2 separate regions of the Macaca mulatta genome follow, and region 1 is linked to region 2. The links are chromatin contacts, called in public Hi-C maps. All regions are on one chromosome and are shown on one strand. Each heading gives the region's core, a stretch centred on a gene start, on an enhancer-like site or on the middle of the called end of the contact. The rest is flanking DNA. Distances are from core to core; before and after follow the strand shown.

Evidence for each region. Hi-C and Micro-C count contacts between places; a contact is called where the count stands out from the background.
Region 1: a contact with region 2 is called in a Hi-C map of fibroblasts, with 4 times the contacts expected there. The contact joins two enhancer-like sites. A contact is called at or near these places in 2 of 14 Hi-C or Micro-C datasets (fibroblasts and liver).

The regions. Positions count from the first base shown.
Region 1 is chr10:15,791,044-15,796,963 of T2T-MMU8v2.0, reverse strand. It overlaps RBFOX2 (RNA binding fox-1 homolog 2), which reads right to left. Exons shown (of 14, transcript NM_001261516.1): 12 at 5,903-5,920; 13 at 5,353-5,425; 14 at 1-3,702. The coding sequence ends at 3,658. Among named protein-coding and RNA genes, the nearest start is that of APOL5, 32 kb to the left of the region's middle. Within about 2 kb of position 2,138, at least 2 of the 40 cell types and tissues checked have an H3K27ac peak or open chromatin away from gene starts, as enhancers often do.
Region 2 is chr10:15,694,623-15,700,954 of T2T-MMU8v2.0, reverse strand. All of the region lies in intron 2 of RBFOX2 (RNA binding fox-1 homolog 2), which reads right to left. Among named protein-coding and RNA genes, the nearest start is that of APOL5, 130 kb to the left of the region's middle. Within about 2 kb of position 2,269, at least 11 of the 40 cell types and tissues checked have an H3K27ac peak or open chromatin away from gene starts, as enhancers often do.

The DNA of each region.
Region 1 (5,920 bases), core at 889-3,388, 96 kb before region 2:
GGGAAAAAATCTGCAATTCTGCAAATGTCACTGTGCTAGAGGGTTGCAAGCAGCAGAGAACTGGCTGAGCTTGGCAGAAGGGGAGGGCTCGCCAAAGCTTCCCCTTTTCCCTCCTTAAACATCTAAGCGCTTTCCAGTCTGTCCCTTGGTTGGCCTTGTTCTCCTGCCAGAGGGAAGGGGGCTCATCATGCCCTTCTTGCATATCCTTGGGGTTGCTTCCGTCCCTGTTTGGTATCAGTCTCCCTCATGTCTGGAAGCTATGTAACTAGTCACGGGATGGTAGTGATTAACACACTTCTCTGCTGGATCTCTAGTAAAGCATAATTCTAAGCTAAGAGCAGTTCAGCCCCTGAGGAGTCACACATTTGAGGAAAGGCTGCTATCGATGATTTCGATCGTCTAGATTTCCACTAGCTCCCCTCAGACTAAAAGTTGTGCCCCAGTCCACTTCTTTCTCAAAGAAAAAAAAAAATGTTGGCTCAATTCAGACTGTGGCTGTTGGAGGATGATGGTGGTAGTAGGTTTTGTGAAACCCGAGAGGCTGACAAATGGTGAATCACAACGGCTGATCTGAGTTAATGGAAATTGAACTAAGAGACACAAGGAATTCTGGAAAATGCCTTTGGGCAGCTCTCTGGGCTAAAAGAGGGACGTGGAGATAAAGGTTTTCACTAGAGGTCTCCTTTAAGGAGCCCAGCTTCCAAGAGTACAGAAAGTCCAGGTCATGAACTATAGTAAAGTTGAGAAAGAATCATGCATGTGATTCAGCATCGGTGAGTTTTCCGGAATTATCAGCCAGCATCCTCTAACAAACTCACGAAATGCCAGACTCCTCTGACTCTCTCAATACAGTGAGAACCAGAGTCAGGAACAGACAAGCAGTGCTGCTTTGAGCAACCTGCCTCTGGTGAAGTTGACTCTCAAAGTTCAAATGGTGATGGCGAGGTTGATGCTGTGACATCTAGATGCTTGTAAGAGCCCCAATTCTCAGTGTTGACACTTGAAAACCAAAGACCCTTTCATAAAAAGCAGAACTCCATCTATTCTTTCTTAGAAAAGGGAGCTGGAGGAAGCGGGGTCAAACACCATCCCTGGAAATGCAGCACAAACCACTGGAAAGCACAGAGCTTGCCTTTGGAGGCCTCAGCCAGAACCAGCTGAACTGAGATGCACTCAAGGTGCCTCAAGCTCAAGATTCTGCCTCTCTTAAAAGGTCTGTGGGAGCTGCCTTCTCTACCTTTCCTATTATCCTTACCTCCTTCTAGGAAAAAAGAAGAGAAAAACACTTAAACTCATTCTCCTATTCTCCCCTGCTAGGGATACAACCATTTAGAATTTGGCCTAGTCTCCATTGAGTACGTGGCTTGCCATCTTTTGGGAATGGCCCCTTTGTGATCATGACCTCAAACTTTTGTTTTTTCAGTCAGCTAAAGTTCTCCCTCAAAGCAAAAGCAAAAGCAAAATCCTCCCTGCCCCCATTCCCTAGAACTGTGAAAGCCCGCATCCCATTCCCCACTCCTCTAACTAAAATATTTATATACATACAACAAAAATTGTCTTAACAGCAACAAACCAAACTTTGGCTTGGGGTGGGGGGATCCTTAAAAATGCCCAATGGACTGGGCCGTTGGTGTCCCCTTAGTCTCCGTCCTCCTCCCCAGGATGAGTAATAATTGCATCGAGGCCTCTAGCTTCCTTGACATCACCCCTAGTTTCAGGCACAGCCTCTCTCCCAGTTATGAGGCGAGACAGGATTCCGAAGGGGGAGAGGATATGTATTCTACGCGACAGGCCAATGCCCTCTCAGACGCATCACTCTGCTTACAAAGAATGCTTGATGCTGTCGTAGGTCAGTCATTTTAATTCAGGGACATGAGTCAGTTATCAGTCAAGAACATGTGTGGAGGCAGGAGTTAAAAAACAAACCCAAAACAAACCCATAACAAACCAGAAGCTCCATGTCTCTGAATTACTCCCTTTAGCAGCTGTCCCTTGGGTGAAAGGTCACCCTAGTACCAATGTGAATAGACCAGGGAGCCAAAAAGACCGTGCTTTTCTATTTCCTAATGCCTTCATTTGGGAAATGCTGTAGGACACTTGCTTTGATCAGTTCTATCTAATAGCTAGAAGAGAAACTCTCTCTCCTACGTTGATAACACAGAAAATTACAGCCAGATGGCAACGGCAGTGACTCACTGCATGACTCTTCCTGGCGATACAGAAGACCCTTGCCATTTCAGACCCTCCTTCCAATATGGGAGGGCAGCAATCTCAGGGCCTCCGCGTTTTATGTCCTGTAGTGTTAATGTACACAAAGTGGTCCGGGTGCTCAGCTGGGTGTTTTTGGAGGACAGTGAGAAGCTTGGCAGGACAGCCACAGGGCTCAAGACTGTGGATAGAGAAGTGACTCATAAAGGCTCTGGAAGATGAAAATTCCTATGGCTTTGGAGCAAGTACAAAGTGCCTCTGCCTGCCCTTCCATGTCCTCATCACCAAAACTTCCAGGGACTGCTGACCTAGGACCTGGTACTCTATCTTTCCCCAGCAGATTCTTTATGCTGTTTTTTAAACTTTGTACTTTCTAAGGCAAGAAAAAAGTAAGAAATACCAGATCTTCTAATACTCCTTTTCTCTTCCTCACCCTCTTTAATGGCTGTGAACACTTTGTACTTCTAATCCTCAAGCGGTGCCCAGACATCTGGGGGAAATCTGGTCACTGGCTTATTCATCTTTCTGTCCCTGGGTCCTGAATTCCTGAATCTTATGGACATGAGAGCAGGATGTTAATAAAAGAATACATGAGCTAAGCTGTGGTTCAATTAAAGGAGAAGAAGCCCAGAAAGAATGCTAAGTTGCAGGAACAAAAAGAAATGATCTTTTTCATACTCCAGAGTTCACTCCGAGATCGGTTTCCTAATGAGGTGTTTATTATCCACAGTCTGAGAGCACGTTTGGAAATATCAATACTATAATTCCAAAAACGATGCCAACTGTCTCAGGCTGTGCGTGTAAGATGATTGTAAAAAGAATGGAGAAGACAGGAGGGAAGAGGAGAGGAAAGCGTCTTTTTAATTCTCCTGCTTTATAAGCACAAATTCCTATCTATCAGCATGTGGATTCCAGCCACAGCCAACCAGAACTGCCTGTCAAAAGACCAGAAACTCAGAAGACGAGAAGAACATCCTGTTGCGGAAAGATCTCTCCCACTTCTGCTTGTCCCCCAGCCATTCAGCACCAGGTACACTTTGGTAATTCTGTCTGCTGATTTCTGATCAGATGCATTGATCAGCTCCTAATCAATGCAGCTCTCCCTCCTTGACTGCCTCTTCCGTGATTGATAGAATAAGCTAAGCACGGACGTACAGACATGGAAATGCATTAATTTTTTTTTTTTTTTACCACAGTTTAAAAAAAAAAAGAAAAAAATGCACAATCTTTGGAACAAAAGAATTAAAGGCAGAAATTTAAAGGAAAAAATACATATTCAAAGAACATAGTGAGGTATAAAAAAGTATTCTTTCTTTTTTTGTGTTTTTTTTTTTTGTTTGTTTGTTTTTCCTCTTCATCTTGCTATAGAGTTCCTCTACTAGTAAATATTGCAATAGCCAGGCCTCATGAACTGGGGGGCTGTCCCATTTGCAGGGGTCTCACGTCACTTCAGTAGGGGGCAAATCGGCTGTAGCCACCTCGGTATAAACTCGCCTGCAGTAATTAAAGAGATAAAAATAATTAAAAGGTTGATGAGAGAAGCATTAACAGTGAAGAAAAATGTCCAGAGAGGGATTTGGAAACACAGCCTCCTTCAAAGCCTCAAAGCAACTGATCAAGCATTGCCTTGTGCAGTAAAGTCAGAAACCAACTTCTGCTTGTGAGGTGCTCACACCAGAGCCCAACACATTTACTGCTGACCTGATATTCTCAAAGAGAGTATGACAACATTTCATTTCATCATTTACATGAATTAGCACAGAAGGGAAACAATATACAGTTGAAAACTAGTTCTGCCAAGAGTGTGATTTTTAAAAGCACAGGTTTTTGTTTACCTTGATACAGCCTATAATCCTGGTGGAAAACACATCCCCAGTTTCCCCTTCTCACATATGACCCATCTGCAGTGCACGTTACTTCCGACACGATCCCTGCCATGTGCGGTCACAGCCCACGTTTGAGATGGTGCTGCATCTAAACCTGAGTCAGTCTTTAATAAAGTCTAGTTCCTCTATCATCCACAAAGCACACCAACTAGGCTGTTTCTTGACATATTCACATTTATATATCTAGTTGGGGTTTTAACTAGGCTTTATTCCATTATCAAATGACTTTATCTAATGGCTTATCTCTTTCAATTACAAGTTTCCCAGGAATGCATCTTTCTCAGGTCATTCTTTTAGCATAGGACTTATATCATTTTAGGACAAAATAAAACCTCAGGAACTTCCACCACTGCCTTTATATTGTACTGCTCTACTTCCCTTACAAACATACATTCCCTCAGGGCCCCTATTCCTTCCTTCCACAAATCTTCATCAGTAGAAATCTGGTGTGAGAAGTAACTTCCTCATATTCCTTTAGGTCTTACATTTTACACTTCATTCTGTCTCCTTTTCAAACAACTCTGCCATGTTCAGAGGCAGCTGCCCAGTTGCATTTTGAATTAGAGAGCAAGGCTGGCAGAGGTGTCACTGTGGAACGGCCTACCTTTGTTGCAGCCTGTGAGTCCTAATCACTGAAACTGGAGGCACCGAAGCCAACACAATAATGTTGCAGTGAGGTGGTTGGTCAGAAGAAATTATGCTAGTTCTACAGACTTCTTCGATACTTTATCAAAAACACTATATTTTGCCACAGTTGTTATCAATAATCAATGAAATATCCTATAAAGCGTTCACTTGGGAATTTCTAGTACTATCTACCAGAAGGCTCAGGAAGAGCAGAGACATCCTTTAGATTTGTATTTGAAACTTAGGTTTTTGAAAAGCTTACTGTGAATACTACAGCCTTATGCTCCATGCTCCTTTCCCAACACCGATAATGAAACGATGCCACAGGTATGCACTCAATATTTGAACCAATAGAAAACACTCGCCAGTTCCCCTATTACTCTCACAAATGATGCCACTGCTCGGGGCACACTATCAGTGGTCATTCCTTTCTGCTGCCCTTAACTAGGCCATGTGGCTCACATTACAATAACATACAAATAAAGAGGGTGCCATGAATAGATCTGTGTGGCTTTAATACCTTGATGGAGGATGAAAGGCTAAGTTTACTACCTCCCTAGATCTTCTGTAGTCTATGGGTAAAAGAAGGGGTAAAATGGTTTTATAAAACAATGGTGTATTATATACTTACCACAGCGCCAACTCCATAGCTAGCGGCAGGGGCAAGGGCATGGTAGGGGTCGGCTGTGTACACCCTGCCATAACTGGAAAGAAGAAACACAATCAGACAGATAAAGAAAAGTGTGTGATCTAAAAAAATTAAAGGGATTACTGTGCTAAAGACTTGTGAGTCACTTGGTCTTGGATTATCATAAGGAAACTGGAATTACAAGGAATAGGAAAAAACCTTTCTATTTCTACTCCCAAATGCAATAAAACTGAAAAAATCTGAAGTACTTCTATAAAATGGAAAAGAAAGGAATTGGAGATGAGGAAGAGAGGGACTGGAGTCAAAGCCAAAGAAGAGATGAGAACAAGAAAGAGGGAGCGGAGGACAGAGTTGGTGCCTTGTGCTTTAGGCATGACAAAGGCCATCGAGAGGTCTGCAGAAAGCCCAGGCTGGCAAGATGCCCGATGTGCTAAGAGCTGCTGTGGAAACGGTGAAGGGAGGGAAATGGGTGACATTTTGGGATGGAACAGCTCTCATGCATCCCAAAGCTCATCTCTGCCTCTGTACATACCCGTCGCTGTAAGCGGCT
Region 2 (6,332 bases), core at 1,020-3,519:
TTGTACAATGGAGATAACACAGGGTTACTGAGAGGACTCAATGAGTTAATGAGGGTAAAGTGCTTAGAACAGTATCTGATATTAATGCATCATCAGCAGATATAAAGATTAGCTATTTTTATTATGACTATGTGCCGGGCACTGTTCTACACACTGGGAATACAACAGACTGCTGACGAGGATCCTGATCTCAGGGAGCTTCTGTTCAGGGTTGGGGAGGAGACAGACAACAAACACATAACAATCAATGATAAGAACTAAAATCAGTGACAAGTGAAGAAAAAGCAGAATGAAGGTAGGAGTGACGAGGGAGTGCTGGTTTAAGCTAGGAAAGTTAAGGGAAAGGTCTCCCTTGAGAAGAAATATTCGAGAGTAGAACAAACCACATGGGTACCAGTGGGAAGAGCATTTTGGGCACGCAGCAAAGCAGAAGGGTCCTAAGAAGGAGGGTCTCAGGTATGTTAAGAGAAGAGCAAAGAGGCCAGGGTCATTAGAATGAAATACAGCAAGAAAAGGATGGCAGGAGATGAGGCTGGAGAGACAGCCAGATTTCTGATCATGCAGGGTCACAGGATTTTATTCAGAGACTGAAGGGGAGCAACTGCAAGGTATAAACACAGGAATGACAAAATCAGACTTGCATTTTAAATGACTCACTCTGGCAATGACCTCTAATGAATTAGTTTCCTGAATTTAATCATTCTAATAGTAATAGAGAAACATGTAAGAGTCTGGGAAATAGACACAATACATCGTGATGGCAGAATGCAGCATTTCTGACCGCCTAGAAGAGGCTGAACACTGGAGCCCGCTAAGAAGGGTGCTACAATCAAAAGAGCAAAATATTTACTGCAGGGGAGCCTTCTATTTGTGCCTGGCAGATTTCACATACAAAATGTTGGGAGGAAACGTTCAAAAAAGATTTGACAGTGGTTTGGAAATGTTGAAAACAAAGAGTGAGGAATTATGACTTCAGAAGGGAACGTGTGGGATACCAATAATGTCAGATCCCAGAGAGGAACGGTATACCAGAAGGAGACCAGGGTGGGTAAAGGGTGCTGTAGCATCTAGTATGACTGGTTCCCAGAAACTATCTGTCTATTATAAACAGATGTCCAAGAAACAATCCCTAGGTAAGGAATTCCATGATGAAAAGTTCAAATTTGAGAGAGATAAAATTGTTTGCATATGGCAATCTGTGTAGATCAGAGTGTGGAATTTCTCAGGGGAGAATAGAAAACTGGAGGAACAAAACCAGGAATTTGAGCTTACGCCTTATCACTGAGAGGAATGAGGAATGTCATTACCGTTCAATATGAAGATGTCTTCTGTAGCAATACAAATTTAAGTAGTAGGTTGTCAAATATTAAGCTTACCTAGACCCAACTGCAAAACTAAGGAGAAAGATAAAGGGAAAAAAAGAGAAAAGGGGCAAAAAAAGAAAGAAAAAAGTGTGTGTGATTAGGGGGTGACTAAGACGGAAAAAACAATTTAATGAGTCAAGAGTGCTTGGATTTCATCATAGCTTCATTTATGAAATTCTGGGTATCTTTTCAAGAAAGTTAAGTAATTTTTAGAAAAGCGATACTTTTCAAGAGACAATCTTGGCCTCGGCGAGGAAATGGTTATAACTAAAGATATGGAGCAATGAAGAAGAATTCAGAAAGAAACCAAATCTCTGGAAAAAGTGAGGCTTTTTTTTCATTGTAAAGGAACATAAATTTAGTCTCCAACCCACAATCCTCGCCTATCCTCCAACTCCCCAAATCCTGCAAAGCCCATAGAAAGTGGATAGTGTGCCAAAACAAACAGTGTGGCTGCAGCTGCGTGGATGAAGGGTGGGATGAGGTTCGAGTGGCAAGGGAGCATGACTGGCAGGCAACCGAATGGAATCACTTTAAAGCAGTACCACAAAATGGAGACTAAATGCTGTGAGGACCTCCAGAATTCAGAGAAAATGGGATATGCTTAGCAAAATCACAGAATAGATTCTCTACTCCAATTCCTTTCAAAAACCAGACAAACAAAAACAGGAAAAGAGAAAATGAAACAAAGCAAAACATACCTGCTCTCTTATCTGTCTTTAATTAAAGCATAAAATACCCTCCCTCTTCTCTTCTCCCAACCACCCAGGAACAGAAGAGCGAACTGGCAGCAGCTCAGGTGAAAGACTTCAGCCTTCCAGCTACAAAGAGGGGAGATAGCAGACAATGGAACTGGTGATTCATTACAAAAGAATACACTCCAGAGCGGCCTGCTGCCACATGGACTCACTGCACTATTTAAAGGAACAGCAACCCCCTTTCCAACCTCCCTTATTCCTAACACCTTCCCTCCTCTTGGTCCTGATGGAAAACAGATTTTGAAGAAAATGCCAGCAAAGCACTGAGCTGTCCAAGAAAGGGAGGGCTTTGTGTTCCACAGAAACTGGCAGTCTTATACCACAGTAGAGTACAAAAATTTTCTTTCACATCCATACTGTAAAATCCTTTCCTCTCTGCCTAGTCCACTTGCCCTTTCAACAATAGACAGTATAACTGAGTTTGAGTTTGGCTAAACATTTATTTTTTACTAATTAGTGTTGAAGTCATTTGCAATTTTGTTTTTCGAATTTTACACATAGTACAAGAATGATTTATCTTTCCTTCATATTCTACGTTGCTATTTTCATAAATATGAGATGCAATAATCTGGTCATTATGCCCAAAAATAAGAGATCTCAGTGAAATACTCCTACAACATATACATGAACAGCCGATAAAATTAATGTTTTATGTATCACATAAGCATGTCTATCTGCTATATTAGAATTTTGTGATTAAATTGCCATTTGCTTTTTAGCAGAGCACTGACTACTTACTATAAACGACAGAGCAGTTTTAATTAAAACAAAAACAGGCCCTATAAAAGTAGTAATAAAGTGCATATGTAGTAATAAAGTGCATACACTGTGCAAATACTGACAAGGATCTAATATGGTATGATGAAAAAGTCATCCACTGAAAGCCCTTTTCCGACAACTGAGCAATGGAAACTGGGGACTATAGAAATGGTATCATCTGAAGATGCAAAGAACCTAGGTAGCAAAACAGTGAAAACATATCCAAACATCTCTCTTACGTTGTAATAAACCATTTAACTTTGATAACCCAGCCGTAACCATCAGTATAGACATTCTATATTGAGAAAGCTTATGTGACAGGTCATTATCAAATGTTGGGATTGGATGTCTGGCTCAAACACAAACATACACACACACACATGCAGGCACAACACAACACAACACAACCACAGGACAAATGAAAGATTTGGCCCAGCTGGTTATTTCCTTTGAATTTTTCCCCCTAGATTACTAACAACTATGTACATTACATTAACACAGAAGGTATATACAACAAAACAAATAGGCTGGAATACTGAAAATTCTCAAATTTGATATTCTATCCTCTCCAGTTGTATAATTTCAGGATGGGCAAAAAACTCATAACTTTTCTTCAATATTTAGCACATCCTGATAAAACATGGTGATTTTATTATAAGAATTATTAGGCACCCCAGAATCTCTCTTTCCAGTTTCCATTTATTTCTTCTACTTCTTTCCTAAAATTATGGCTCCTTTAAATACTAATTATTACAACCACAATATTAAGTGTGCATAAGCATGTGCACTCTAACTTCATGCTCACACACACTACACTTACCAGCTCCTCTAGAAACTAAGGTGAAACGTTCCATGAGGCAAAACTCATTATACAAATTTCCATTTTAGATAATTCTTTCACTGGTTTAAAAAATACATAATGAAAAGTCAAAGCATTGAAAATCCTTCAGTAATTGCTAAGAAAGAAGAGAGCTGTTACCCTCTAATATTGCCAGTTAATAAAAATTGAATGAGGGCGCTAAGGTCAAGCAAGTATCATCTCCCAAGCAACAAAGAGAATCCAGAAACAGGATTTCTCTTTTATGTAAAATTTTTTTAAAAATATAAAGCAGTATTTCAAAAGAGGTAATTAGACTGATGATGAGGGGATAAGACATGGAAGAGAAATATTTCAAAAGCTTCTCTGCTTTTCCAAAAGAGGAAGGAGTTTGTTGAAATTTTCTAAACTCAGATTTGGTGAAAAATTACTTTGAAAAGATACATTTGAAACTTCTCTTTCCACCAGGTCACAATGGGAAAATCTCCCGACAGGTTTCCCTCCTTCCAAACAGCACTGCAGGGCATTATATAACTAAACAGGATTCCAGCTCCTAAAATGATGCCTCTATCCTGATAGCTAGCTGGTTCTCTCGCCCTCCGGTGGTGACTGGGAGAGGAAGAGAAGAGAGAATACAAAAAAAAGGGCAACCTCCTTAAAAGGAAAGCACTGTCCAGTGATGAAATTTCCCCACAGAGCATAGAAACCTGGAGTGAAACTGATCTTAAGTCTGAGACTAAAGGACTTGAATGTTCTATAGTGTAAATGATTTCTCATGGATAAATCAGAGCCTCATCATTTCCTCTCAACCTATACATAAAGGAAAAAGGGTAATAGGGCATACAGAAGGATGCTAACAAGAAAAATTGCCTTGCCAGGGAGAACTGTGGAAGAGCATTCACCTTTCCATTTGTCAGGAATGACTTGCTAAAATGCAGATGAGATATTGCCTGGCATAACCAAAGAGAGGCAGGGAGAAAGAGGGGAAAAGGAGGAGGAGAGAAAGGGGGATTGAGGGGGTCGGGGGAGAGAGTGAGGAGGAGTGGGAGAGAGAGAAGAGAGAAGAACGAGGGGAGAGAGAGGGAGGAGAGATATCTTCCATTTCCTACTCTCTCTCCTTCAAATGTATTTTAAAGCCTGTGTGATTGTGATGTATACATTCAGATTTGTTCTCCTGTCAAGGAGGGCTCTACCTGCCTCTGTTACACCTGAATGCTCCTACTGAAAATCTTTGCCAGTAACAAAGCCATGAAAATGAAACATTCTTTCCTAACCTTCATTTTTAATAAGCAGTTTAGAGTAACAGCAAAACTACAATTCCATAGCCAATCCTGAGAAACCAAAGTGAATAAGGAATCAGATTTCCCTACAACACAAATTCTTCTGAAATTCTTAAAAGGAATCCTGCTCCCCTCTTTTTGGCAGTCTACAAGAATCTCTTCCTACCTCTGCAGTCTTTCTCTCCCTCCCTCTTCTCAGAACCAAGACAAAGAGGTAGACAAATCCCCACAGGGTCTTTCCTGAGCTACAGCTGCACAGTACAGGAAACAGGAATCTGCTATGGAGTTGAGGGAGGGGGAAGAAAGGATACGGATACATAACACACACATAAGCGGACTCAACAGACACAGACTTTTCAGCTAATAACAATACATCTGGGCTGTTCTAAGAAGACAATAATAATTAAAACTCTTCTGACTATACTCCACCCTCAAACCTTTATTTAGATCCCAGAGAGGAGAAAAGAAACATACCGAGGAAGCACAAATCTTACCTGAGTTACCATTTTCTTTTTCTCCATAAACCAAACGGATAGATGATAAACCTTTCAAAGCAGCCGTGCTGGGGCACACCTCCACAGCTTTCTTTCCACCCCCCTCCCCCCCCAGTCTAGCTATTTAAGGGTGGGTAATTGATCTCCCTTTATACCGTTTTCCTTCCTTTTTCTTTCTAATGTTTCTTCCTTTCTTTTCTCTTCCTCTCTGGCAGTCTCTCCCCCTCCTTCTTTCTCCAGCTCCCTCCCATATCTCAGGCAGATGGCTGAAGGAAGCCCCACCCCTGAATGCCTAAGGTAATTAATCAGAGTAGAGCCCCACCTCTTCCTCCTCCCCCCACCCCCTCCCAGCAGGCTGACATCTCCCAACTCCAGAAGCAGGCCTGCTGGAGAATGGCAGTTTGGTGTGCGCTGTGCGCACGCGTGTGTGCCTGTGTGCGTGTGTGCGTGTGTGTGTGCGTGTGTGTGTGTGTGTGTGTGTGTGTGTGTGTGTGTGAGAGAGAGAAGGGGGGAGGAGGGAGGGAGGGAGAAAGAGGGAGGAGCAAGCGCCATGTGCTGGCATATTTTAAGGATGCGATGATGGAATTAATTATATAGCACTGGAAGCTTTCATAGCAGCTTACTATAGTTAATACAGATTTAAGAGATTCCAGCCACGAATGTCTAATAAATAAGAAATGAAACAAAATTATTTTTAATATTAATAAAACATTTTTACTGATGTACAGTTTATAGATGCAGTGGATTTAATGAGAAAGATGTGAAGACGTGAGGAGCTATTACATGACCACTAACTAGAAGGTTTTTCAAGGAACAGGAATATTCAAGAACTTGCTTGTCCTAGAAGACCAAAACAGCCT